Regions from separate parts of the Macaca mulatta genome. Here region 2 is linked to region 1. The links are chromatin contacts, called in public Hi-C maps. All regions are on one chromosome and are shown on one strand. Each heading gives the region's core, a stretch centred on a gene start, on an enhancer-like site or on the middle of the called end of the contact. The rest is flanking DNA. Distances are from core to core; before and after follow the strand shown.

Evidence for each region. A called contact is a pair of places that touch in the nucleus more often than the background predicts.
Region 2: a contact with region 1 is called in a Hi-C map of liver, with 2.6 times the contacts expected there. The contact joins the promoter of MDM2 here to the promoter of SLC35E3 in region 1. A contact is called at or near these places in 4 of 14 Hi-C or Micro-C datasets (cortical neurons, fetal cortex germinal zone, fibroblasts and 1 more).

Annotation. Positions count from the first base shown.
Region 1 is chr11:75,867,480-75,874,083 of T2T-MMU8v2.0, reverse strand. SLC35E3 (solute carrier family 35 member E3) reads right to left here and starts at 3,168. Exons shown (of 5, transcript NM_001194726.3): 1 at 2,585-3,168; 2 at 1,295-1,405. The coding sequence starts at 2,986.
Region 2 is chr11:75,927,524-75,934,127 of T2T-MMU8v2.0, reverse strand. It overlaps MDM2 (MDM2 proto-oncogene), which reads right to left and starts at 3,775. Exons shown (of 11, transcript NM_001266402.1): 1 at 3,473-3,775; 2 at 2,680-2,764. The coding sequence starts at 3,486. It also overlaps the pseudogene LOC144332953.

The DNA of each region.
Region 1 (6,604 bases), core at 1,919-4,418:
CAAGATACATTGGGCAGATACAACTTTAAGAGGAATGTTTTGGGAATATACCTATTTTGTAATAATACCTTTACCATTTACTGATAAGAAACCGTCCATTAATCTACAATCATTCCTTGGTCAATCTCATTTCAAATATCTACCTTAGGGATATAGAACCTTTGATTCTAATCTATAGCAATTTTGAGACTTGTGTGAACAAAAATGGTCATAGTGACAGAGATGGTGAGTACTCTGAATCCATTACATATAAGGAGTACAATTTCTTGCTCTGTTTAATAGCCTATACTAGGCAAAAACAAGTGCATTTAACAAGAAAGATGAATAGGAATGTTCACTAGCCTCTTCTTTTATTTAAACTGCTTCTCTGTCACTAGAAAATGTATTTCACTGCAGAATATTTTCAAACACCATCTCTGACATGATCACTACTAGAATGTTTAAGATGCCAGGGCTCTATTACTGAACTCCTAACATTTCTAACAGGAATGCCTTAGTTTAATAACCAGTGGATGTTTGTGAAAAAAGTAAAATTGGTTACACATTTTGGCTTTGATTTCCCATACAGGCACACACAGAATTTCCAGACCAAGGTTTTCAGTATAGAGAGAATATCGTTTCACTGTCCCCTACAGCAAGTTATTTTTTCTCCACTACATAAGAAACAAAAACCATACTTGTTAGGTTTTATGGTAATGAAGTAACTGAATCCATGAACACATTTTTAATGAATATCTGCTATAGGCAAGGCACTGTGCTTGCACAAGTGGTAAAATATTCATTGATATAAATTACTCTATTATATTAATATAATAATAATCTATATTAGACAAATTATTAAAAGCCAATAAACAAGTACAACAGCAGTATAATTTTTGAGGCAAAAAAATCTAAAAATCTGAAATTTTTCTTTACTGTTCAGATTTCTGGAAGTATACTCACTCCTTCACAACAATGTTAAAAGTAAAGAGTACACAAAAAACATAAACAAACTTAGGAAGTATAAAGTCTTACTACATATTTTGTAAAGATTTCCCAGAAAATAACTTCACCCCAAGCTGAGACTGTTAAGCATGGATATTATACACTTACAAACAGGTAGGTATTTGGTCAGCATCACACACCCAAGTTTCTCTGTCTCCTTTCTTCTCTTCACCTTGAGTCAACTTAAGCAATTACGCTTTCTTCCCAACAGTCTATTGTCTCTATACTGTATTTTCTAAACCTTGGAATACAGCTTCAAAATTTATGAAATCTGCTAAAAAGGCACATAAAGAAAAAAAAAATTACCAACCACTTGATAAAGGGATGTAACTAAAACACCAAGAGCAGCAAACACCATTCCAAGGAAATTAAACTTCACATCGTAATAAGAATTTAGGATTACACCTAAAGTTATAGGAATCTGTAACGAAAAAGAGGTAAATGTTGTTCAGATTAAATTCAAGAGACAAAAATTTAGTATTCCTTTCACAATGTCTTACAAGGCTAATGATAAACACATAACTGGGAAACAATGAACCTGTATAAATGTTTTCTTTTTTCACTTGGGAAAACTGGTTGTTAATCCTATTTCCTAAACGTGAAATATGATAAATCTATATTGATATTCACATTTAATTCTATTTTAAATTTGTGGTAAATATATTGCACTTTGCAAGAAAATACCACATGAATACAAAGGTGAGTAAATGGATCCCCGAAATAGTGTCTAAACAGCATTAAGCATAAATATAAAACAATAAAAGCATAAAGACTTTAAATATAAGGCCAGGCACGGTGGCTCACACCTGTAACCCCAGAGCTTTCGGAGGCCAAGGCGTGCAGATCACCTGAGGTCGGAGTTTGAGACTAGCCTGACTAACATGGAGAAAACCCGTCTCTACTATAAAGTTAGCCGGGCGTGGTGGCGCATGCCTGTAATCCCAGCTACTTGGGAGGCAAAGGCAGGAGAATCGCTTGAACGCGGGAGGCGGGGGTTGCGGTGAGCGGAGATCGCGCCATTGCACTCCAGCCCGGGCCACAAGAGTGAAACTCCGTCTCAAAAACAAACAAACAAACAAACAAAAAAAATAAATAAAAAAGAAAGAAAAAGTAAGAAGACCTTAAATATACTAAGTTACTAAGTGCTAAAATTGAGTCCACCTCCTTTTATTTAAAGTTGCAGACAGCTCGGCAGTATGGTGCTGCAGACATTTTGAGACCTACTTTATGCTAAATCTCTTCACATTTTATCATACACGATTTGATTCCCCTAGGGGAGAAAGGCTGTTTTTCAGTTTGAGCTTTTGCAGATACTCTGATAACACTGGACTGTACCACACAATAGTTTTTCTTATCGATCACAGCATTTAACGATTTCCATCAAATGGCAGCTACTAAAACTCACACAAGCCCACTCTTCTGGGTTGACAAGATGGCCTTTTCCCCCTCCCCAAAATAAGCCTGAAACTTCACTGGCTCACAGATGACTCATTTGTGGATTTCAAGATGAAGGGAAAGACCAGTGTGCGTTCGAATTTCCCGGGGCCAGTGCAGGAGGTGGGTCGGGAGAGCCGCGCCTTGGCAAGCTGAAGCTACTCACCAACGTGAGCTGGATTCTGGTGGAGAAGGTTTTCTGGTAGCAGAAGGTCTGGATGGCTATGATCACCGGCGTGGTCATGGCCTTGGCCAGCTGATAGGTGCCTATAGTGTTGTTCTGCAAGGAAAGGTTAGTGAAGACCACAAAGCCACAGAAGCTGAGGGCCAGGAGGAGGAGCTTGGAGGGCTGCAGACTTTTGGGGGCAAAGATGTCCAGCTTCTGGCAGATATACAAGCCCAGCCAGGTGACTACGAAGTGCACCAGGGTCAGGCTCATGTTGGGGAAGCCGTGGTGCACATAAATCCATTTGTTGAGGAACACAATGCAGATGGACACCAGCAGGTTGAACAGGAGCCCGGCGGCGATTCGCCCGTGGCCCCGCATTCGGTCCACCAGCGATGCCATGATCCCCGCGAAGCCGGGGCCGTTTAGCCTCAGAAGGGGCGCCTGGCCTGTCTCCAGTTGCCCTTCTCCTCCACCGCCGCGTCCTCGCAGACGCCAACCTCACCGTCTGACCCAGGAGTGGCATGCACAGATCAACCTGGGCGAGCAGCACTCTTAACAGACGACACACGCCCCGCCGCCGCCCTGTAAGCCAGCGAGGACGCGGCAGCACGTCCCACGCCCCGCCCATCTCCGCCTGCGGCCACGTGACCCGGGGCTCCGGTGCCTCCGCCCCGGAGCCGCGGGCTGAACGGCCGCTACCCTGCGCAGGCGCGCTGAGCCCTGGGCGCGCGACGCTCGCGTCTTTGTCCTGTCCTCTGGGTCCCCAGCTCCCTTGGTCACCTAACGCCTACCTGACTAGACCAATCTAGGACCCCTTTTTTGATGTTTGTTTCCCGTGTGTCACTGACCCGATTTGCTAGACAACTTCTCTCTGGCTGTGCAGACACTGTTAGCCAATTTTACCTATTAAATGCTGAGCAAATTTAGCCCTCGCCAGAGGGGGAAAGAACTTATCGAAAGCATATTTTTATTTTTTGTTTTTCGAGAAAGACATTCCAAATCTACTTTCCAACAGACAGCATCATCGGGTATAACTACAAGGGTTTCTCCTTAGATCATACATTCACAAAGCATTATTAGCTCAACAGTGAGAAAATGTGTTCTCTAAAGATGTCCCCTTGACAATGTAAACAAGTGCTATTGTGTTCAATTACAACTCGAGAAAAAACGCACAACTTGCCAAAACTGTATACAGCTGTCTCTAGGGGTGTGTGTGTGTGTGTGTATATATATATGTATGTATGTTTTGGATCCTAAAGTCAGGTGCAGTGACTAAGAGTTACAACTTTGAGTAACAGTCTTGATCGACATTGCAGTAAGGTCCTTCACACAGAAGTCAGGTTCTTCCTTTCTCCTTCTTCCTCAAGTCGACAGAGCAAGATTATATATTGTAGATATTACAGGTACAAAAGGGGATTTTTATTTTTTTTTTTTGAGACGGAGTCTCGCTCTGTCGCCCAGGCTGGAGTGCAGTGGCCGGATCTCAGCTCACTGCAAGCTCCGCCTCCCGGGTTTATGCCATTCTCCTGCCTCAGCCTCCCGAGTAGCTGGGACTACAGGCGCCCGCCACCGCGCCCGGCTAGTTTTTTGTATTTTTTAGTAGAGACGGGGTTTCACTGTGTTAGCCAGGATGGTCTCGATCTCCTGACCTCATGATCCGCCCGTCTCGGCCTCCCAAAGTGCTGGGATTACAGGCTTGAGCCACCGCGCCCGGCCTCAAAAGGGGATTTTTAAAAAAGGAATCACAAAAATATCTTGAATGTCCAGCTGTTCCTACCAATACATCAATTCTTAGTTTTAAGATAGAGTCTAGGATTAATTCAGCAGTCACAAAATTAAAAAGAGAAAGAATATGGTAAAATAAAATAAAATAAAATAAATGAGCAAGTGGGGCATGGTGGCATGGGCCTGTAGTCCCAGCTATTTGAGAGACTGAGTGGGGATTGCTTGAGTCCAGGACTTTGAAGCTGAGCAACACAGTGAGACCCCCATCTCTAAATTAAATGAATGAGGTAGGGAAATTAAAACTTTCACACCCAGGACATGCCTGTTGCAACTTTGTAGCCTTCATGCAATACTCAGGGAAAAAGTCTTCATAATTCCTTGGCATAAGTCACACCAAGAAAAGTTTTTAAAAATTAGTATGTGAACCTGCGATAGGAAACATGCCCTTGTTAAGAGTTTCTTCTCTAGAATGAAAACCCAGTTCTTTAAGAGTAGGCACTGAGGAACTAAATTAAGTTGCCTGAAATTTCCCACTCAGGTGCCCACCACTTCTGGTGTTCAGGAAGACAGAGGCATCTGGGAATTGTGAGGAGCACATTGGCACTCTTGGGGCTCCAACTTGAACTGTATTTAAATAAGCAGCAACACACATATTGACTACCTAAGGACTCAAATGAGTCCAATTGGCCAGGTACTGTGGCTCATACCTGTAATCCCAGCACTTTGAGAGATCGAGGTGAGTGGATCACTTGAGGTCAAGAGTTTGAGACCAGCCTGGCCAACATGGCGAAACCCTGTCTCTACTAAAATACAAAAATTAGCCAGGCGTGGTGGCAGGCGCCTGTAATCCCAGCTACTAGGGAGGCTGAGGCAGAGAATCACTTGAACCTGGGAGACGGAGGTTTGCAGTGAGATATCATGCCACTGCACTCTGGCCTGGGAGACACAGCAAGACCCTATCTCAAAAATAAATAAATAAAAATGAAAAACAAGTCCATTTGAGGGCATCCTAATTAAGAGTCTAAGGTTGAAAGAATTTTGTAATTCTACAACCTTAGTGGGTTTCTGTTGTTGTTTTTAAAAGTACATTCAAAAAACAAGGCAAAACAAAAGATGAATACAGAGGCGAGGGGGTATGCAAAACAAGTTCCTAAATAGATGACAGACCTTGTCCATTTACCCACATACAGTTAGGATGGAAGCATATAATATTCCTCCTCCTCATTTAGGCTAAGTAGTTTTCCACTGTTGTTCAACAAATAGGTAATAGTCTTTGGAAATAGTCACCCTAGGTTGTACAAAGTTTCTATATATATAGTTTGTTGCAAGTAACAAAACTACTTTTAAGACTCACTTCTTTCCCCTTCCCCCCCAGTCTAGTCTGTATTTGTTTTGGTATGAATTTTTTGTTTTTATTTTTTGCAAAGCAGCATAGCAATAATCATGATTACAGGACTGCATGAGCTGTAAAAATCATTTGCATATTAGTAAGAATAAAGAAAACAGGATGACAAGATTAATTCTTTGAGAAACAACAACAAAAAAAAGCACATAATATAGAGCTGATCAAATTCTATGATCCCATCTCAGGCTTCCTGAGCCAGCTCTCTTTAGGGGTGGCATCTATAAATACATATTCAAGAAATTCCTTAGATGATTAGCAAGTTTGGGGAATTACTGTTTTCTATTAGATTCACATTCTTTTAGTTGTCTCCTGTTTATAAGCCCTACACTCTAGCCTATTTGGTATATTTGTTGGTTCATAAAAATGCCCAGCATTTATCATTTCTTGCTCATACTGATTTCTTAATCTGTAGAGAGCCTCATCCTTCTTGTGTCTCTCTTTGCCTTTGCAAATTCAGTGCATTACTCAAATCCCAACCCAATATTACTTCCTGAGAGTCTTTTCAGCTGGAGAGAGCTTCTTCCTGCTCAGACTACTTGTAATTCTTTTTTTTTTTGGAGACAGTGTCTCGTTCTGTCCCTAAGGCTGGAGTACAGTGGCGCGATCTCGGCTCACTGCAACCTCTGTCTCCAGGTTCAAGAGATTCTCATGCCTCAGCCTCCCCTGAATAGCTGGGTTTACAGGTGCCTGCCACCATGCCTGGCTAATTTCTGTAATTTTTAGTAGAGACAGGGTTTCACCATGTTGGCCAGGCTGGTCTCAAACTCCTGACAACAGATGATCCGCCTGCCTTGGCCTCCCGAAGTGCTGGGGTTACAGACGTGAGCCACTGCACCCAGCCACTACTTGTATTTTTTAATGACACCTTTTAAATGTACTTATGGTAT
Region 2 (6,604 bases), core at 2,526-5,025, 59 kb before region 1:
CAGCACTTTGGGAGGCTGAGGCAGGCAGATCACCTGAAGTCAGAAGTTCGAGACCAGCCTGGCCAACACAGCGAAACTCTGTCTCTATTAAATACACAAAAATTACTTAGGTGTAGGCCAGGCACAGTGGCTCACACCTGTAATCTCAGCGCTTTGGGAGGCCAAGACAGGTGGATCACGAGGTCAGAAGTTCAAGACCAGCCTGGACAACATGGTGAAACCCTATTTCTACTAAAAATACAAAAATTAGCCGGCTGTGGTGGTGGGTGCCTGTAATCCCAGCTACTCAGGAGGCTGCAGCAGAACTGCTTGAACCCAGGAGGCAGATGTTGTAGTGAGCTGAGATCATGCCACTGCACTCCAGTCTGGGCAACAGATCAAGACTCAGTCTCACAAAAAAAAAAAAAAAAATTCTGTAATGGAAAGCCATCAGTATATTAGTGACTTAAAAGACATGTATTAGTGAGAAATGGCTATAAAAGATAATAGCATTCGTAATCTTACATTGAAGAACAGGAAGATAAATTATAGGTAAAGATCTAAATATCTAAAAAATTTAAATCTAGAAGAAAATATAGGAATATATTTGCAAGATAGGAGAGTTCTTCCAAAGCACGATAAGAAATTCAAAAGCCAACAAATTTTACTTCATAGAATTGTTCTCAATGAGGAAAAGACAACATAAAAGCAAATGCTACATTAGTAAGCAACAAAAGTTAAATATACTTGAAACACATAGAGCTACTCCAATTACTAAGAAAAATTTTAAAGAACCAAAAGGAAAATGGCCATAGAAGACGAGGCAAATCCCAGAAGAAACAAATGACAACAAAATGGAGGCCTGCTGCAGTGACTCACGCCTGTAATCCCAGCACTTTGGGAGGCCGAGGCAGGCAGATCACATGAAGTTGGGAGTTCAAGACCAGCATGACCAACGTGGAAAAACCCCATCTCTACTAAAAATACAAAATTAGCTGAGCGTGATTGCGCGTGCCTGTAACCCCAGCTACTTGGGAGGCCAAGGCAGGAGAATCGCTTGAACCTGGGAGGCAGAGGTTGCAGTGAGCCAAGATCTCGCCATTGCACTCCAGCCTGGGCAACAAGAGTGAAACTCTGTCTCAAAACAAAAGGAAAGGTGCCCAGCCTCACCAAGAAACTAGGGAAAAATGAATTTAAACAATGGCACAGTACCTTTTATCAAAAAAAAAAGTAATAATAATTAAAGATTGGTAATATTCAGTGTTGGCAGGAGTGAAACTGTTAGAGCCTTTTGGTGAGCAAGTTACCAGCAGCAATCAAATATGAGTAAAATTTAGGACTCATCAAGCCTGTAATCCCAGCACTTTGGGAGGCCGAGACGGGCGGATCACGAGGTCAGGAGATCGAGACCAGCCTGGCTAACACGGTGAAACCCCGTCTCTACCAAAAAAATACAAAAAACTAGGCAGGCGAGGTGGCGGGCGCCTGTAGTCCCAGCTACTCGGGAGGCTGAGGCAGGAGAATGGCGTAAACCCGGGAGGCGGAGCTTGCAGTGAGCTGAGATCTGGCCACTGCACTCCAGCCTGGGCAACAGAGCAAGACTCCGTCTCAAAAAAAAAAAAAAAAAAAAAAAAATTTTAGGACTCAGGAGTTCTAATTCTATAAAATATTTTTCTTTTTTCTTTTTTTTAAGACAGTTTCACTCTTATCGCCCAGGCTGGAGTAAAATGGCGCAATCTTGGCTCACGGCAACCTCTGCCTCCCAGGTTCAAGTGATTCTCCTGCCTCAGCCTCCTCAGCAGCTGGGATTATAGGCACGCACCACCATGCCCGAGTAATTTTTGTATTTTTAGTAGAGACAGGGTTTCACCATGTTGGCCAGGCTAGTCTTGAACTCCTCATCTCAGGTGATCGGCCCACCTTGGCCTTCCAAAGTGCTAGGATTACAAGGGTGAGCCACCGCACCCAGCCTATAATTCCATAAAATCTTTCTTACAGAAATAGTCACACGGGATGGATGTACAAAGCAGCACTATCTGTAATACTCAAAAACAGGAGGCAATTTTTAAAAAGCTGTCAGTAAAGGCATAATTTTTAAAATGGTATACTCATGCTATGGAATACTATGCAGCCATTAAAAAGAATTTTGTAGACTTTATTGACAAGGATGCAAGTCACAGAACAACTATAGTTTCATCTTGTTAGTACAACAAACAGGACAATAACATAGATTTAAATTCAAATGTAAATATATGTGGGTATGCACACAGAAAAAATCTAAAAGGGAACATGGAGCAAAAAGACTGGAATTTTCAGGTTTTACTTTAAAATTTCTCTAATGACAAAAATCTTTAAAACAAGCATGAATAATTTTTGTGACTTTTAGAAATCATTTTTAAAAATTAAATACTGGGAGGTCAAAAAGGAAAAAAAAAATCAGTCACATAACAAACATAACTTCAACCACGCTTAACAATGTAATGGAACTAATTTTTAAAGCCTATGTGGCAAAGGGCTAAGAAAATACTGACCAGTTCTTAACAGTTTTTAACTCCACGCAGTCATGCCCGAGGTAGCACACTTTAAGTTATGCACATACAATGTCATTTACAGAGCCATGCTATAATTGAGGTATATGAAATTTAGTTTATCACTTCATAAAATAAATTATTAAAAGTTACACGAGACAAAAATACTAACCAGGGTCTCTTGTTCAGAAGCTGGAATCTGTGAGGTGGTTACAGCACCATCAGTAGGTACAGACATGTTGGTATTGCACATTTGCCTACAAGAAGGAAAAAAAAGACGATGAAAACTGGAAATCATGAAACATCTGCGAAAAATTAATCATATATAAAGGACATAAACAACGCCTTTGTTAAAACTAAAGCTACAAGCAAGTCGGTGCTTACCTGGATCAGCAGAGAAAAAGTGGTGTGCGTCTGTGCCCACAGGTCTACCCTCCAATCGCCACTGAACACAGCTGGGAAAATGCATGGTTTAAATAGCCCCAGCTGGAGACAAGTCAGGACTTAACTCCTTTTACCGCAGTTTCGGAACGTGTCTGAACTTGACCAGCTCAAGAGGAAAAGCTGAGTCAACCTGCCCATGGAACTGGCCCAATCCCGCCCAGACTACGCGCAGCATTCACAACACCGACCCGACAGGCCCCTGCGATTACCCGGACCCCGCCACCGAGGCGGCCCCGCAGCCCCCAGCCCACGTGACCTTTACCCTGGACTCCCGCGGAGACCTCCGAACCACTCCCGCCCCCCACCGCCGCGAGAGCCGTCCGAAACCCCGCCCTCCTCCCTGGCGGCGACTGCCTAGCCCCAGTCCAACAAAACCTCCGCAAAGCCACGTGCCCCGCGCCCCGAGCCCCCAGCCACAAACCGCACAAAGGCTGCGAGCGGGCAGAGGCTGGGAACCAGCGATGCAGGGGACACCGTCACAGCCCAGAACCAGAAGTGACCGGTCGCTGCCGGGCCGGTACCTGCTCCTCACCATCCGGGGTTTTCGCGCTTGGAGTCGGGGGTCCCTCGAGACTCCCCAGTTTCCTTCACGGGGCCCGCGGAAGCACGACGTCCTGGGCCTTGGGGACCATTCCACTCTCGGGGCCAGGGCACTGGGCGCTCGAATGCACTAATCCGGGGAGGGACGGGGCTCCTGGCTGCGAAAGCAGCAGGATCTCGGTCAGAGGGGTCGGGGCCGCCCCTCGGGCTCGGCTTCTTGCTCCATCTTCCCGATACACAAGGCCGGAGAGGCCCCACGAGCAGCCAAGCTAGCCGCGGTGCCGCGGTGCGCGCCCCCTACCGCCGGAGGGGAGCGCGCGGGGCGTCGCGGCGCATCCGGGCATTTGTGCGCGCTTACACACCCGGCCCCGCTTCCGCCAATTGGGTCAGGGGCTGGGCCGCACCGCCTCCGGGAAGATGGAGTTGGGAGTGTCGCCCCGCGGGCGCGGCGTACTCTGAGGCGGGGTGGGGGTCTTGGCAGCGAACTGGGCGTGTGGGGCTCGGCCCGGGCGCGGCGCCTGCCTGGCTTGGCACTGGGAACACTCCTTTAGCCGTTGCGCTATTTTTGTATTTCTTGTATTTACGCTTCCCGCCCGTGGTGGAAACTGCGACAAATGCGGATCTCCGTGTCGCTGTTACCAAAAAGAAACCAAAATTAACAGCTGTTTAATACGTTAAGCCCACTGCACTAGCCGCTGGAGTTGTACACAAATGAGTCAAGGCCTGTTTTTAATAAAGATTAAAAATAGCACTTAAGGCAGGCTTATACACCGGTGCATACAGCTGCTATGGTTGGAGAACAAAGACGCTGGTTACCGTTGGTGCGGAGGGGAGCGGTTACTTTTAGAATGTTTGGGTATGGCCAGGCGCGGTGGCTCACGCTTGTAATCCCATCACTTTAGGTAGGCCGAGGCCGGTGGATCACTTGAGGTCAGGAGTTCAAGACCAGCCATGGCCAACATGGGAAACGCTGTCTCTACTAAAAACTACAAAAATTAGCCGGGCATGGTGGCGGGCACCTATAATCCCAGCTACTCGGGAGGCTGAGGCAGGAGAATCCCGTGAACCCAGGAGGCGGAGGCTGCAGCGAGCCAAGATCATGCCACTGCACTCCAGCCTGGGCGACAGGGCAAGACTGTTTCTCAAAAAAAAAAAAAAAGTTTGGGTTTGTTAATCTACACATTCATTATCATTAAAATATATATTTATATGTTATGCACTCATTCTGACTCACCTACTTGCCCACAGAGGTGTGGCAAAAACGTTTTTGATACGGCCTCATAAGTTGAGGACATAAAGAATTGAGTTAGCTAAACCCAAAAACACAGCCGTTGCAAAGAAGGAACACCTTTCTTTGGCCAGTAGGTGATTAGCTCTTTGTAAACAAGGGCCTTTTTTTAATAAAGTTATATCCTTCCCTTCTGCAGCTTTTTTTATAAAGTTATATCCTTCCCTTCTCCTGCTTCCCAGCCTACCAGAAAGTAACCTTCCTTAAACATAGTGGTCACTCAGTTGATTGAAGTTGATTGTCAATATTATTAACTTAAGAGATTTAATATGTGGCTTTTAAAAAGGTAATCTCCATCAGATCAAATACAGTGGGGTTTCTAATTGTTAGACTCAGTGCTTGAAATTGGATGAAAGAAAATCTCAAGCAGTGAGAAAATGTTAGCATGAAAAGAAAGATAAGTGATAACGCTGGGCACGGTGGCTCTCGCCTGTAATCCCAGTACTTTGGGAGGCTGAGGTGAGCAGATCACGAGGTTAGTAGTTCAAGACCAGCCTGGCCAACATGGTGAAACCCTGTCTCTACTAAAAACGCAAAAATTAGCCGGGCCCAGTGGTGGGCACCTGTAATCCTAGCTACTCGGGAGGCTGAGGCAGAAGAATCGCTTGATCCTGGGAGGCGGAGGTTGCAGTGAGCGGAGATCGTGCCACTGCAGTCCAGCCTGGGTGGAGAGCAAGACTCCATCTCGGAAGAAAAAAAAAAAGATAAGTGATAGAGGTTGATATTTGTTAAATATCAAGTGAGCGAATAGGTTTGTGCTATAAAAGTTAAGAGACATAATTAATTGCTTAGTGAACGCTGGAGGCAGTTCACAAAGGCCTCAGAGAAGATCACACATATTTTGTGTCTTGAAAGATGGTGAGACTTAAATAAACGCAGAAAATATTCCAGGCACAAGAAAACTATCAAAAAATACAGAAAGGAAAATATAAAGAGGGCTGTTTGAGTTACAATAAATCAGTTTGACTTGCATGAAAGTCAAGAAGAAGTTTTAAGAACTTGGAGTCTTCTTAAATGCCAAGCAAGGAAATTTGGGCTTTAGACAGAGTAGATATTAGGAGCATAAAAACAGGTGATTTGCTTCAAACTGTATTTTAACAGGACCACCAGGAGTTGATTCAAACTCAGAATAGTCGGGCCAGCTGCCTTCTGGACCGACTTTCCCCCTTCTCATTGGCCTTGTGCTTTGAAAAAATTCTCTTGACAAAGTTATTAGAGTAGAAACAAAAGGCAGAACTGATAAGATTAGTCCTTTTCTAATGGAACCAGAAAAGAAGGGGCAGAAATGAAGGCAGAAGGGAGAAGCGGGGGTGGGGGAGAGAGAAGCAAAAAGGATTCACTCAAGAACCTGGTATTCAAAACTATGTGTACCAGCACTACCACAGCGGTATGACTCAGTGTCCACCTAAAGCATGATAATACTGCTTACCAAAAAAAGTATGGAGGGAATGAAAAGTTGGGTTAGTTTTAAGTGATGCGTCACAGAACAGAATTCAGTGGTAAAAAGCTTAGGCTGGGAACAGAGCTTGAAACAGCAAAGAAATGAGAGGAACGACCAAAAAGCCAAGGGCCATATAGTGATGTCTGAAAAATCAGAATCAAGTAATAATATTCAATACTGCAAAAGTCAGAGAAAATGCGGAATAAGAAAGCAAGCGATCTGGAAAGTGGCGAGTAAGATGGAATATGAGGAGGTCGCTGAGAGCTGGGAGGAGGCGGTAGACAGCTGGGAAATAGACGTCTGGAAAAAAAAAAAAACTGAAGATCACACAAAAACAGCAGGAAATCCAAATCTCCCAAAGTGCCCATGGTGATTCAGGACGAT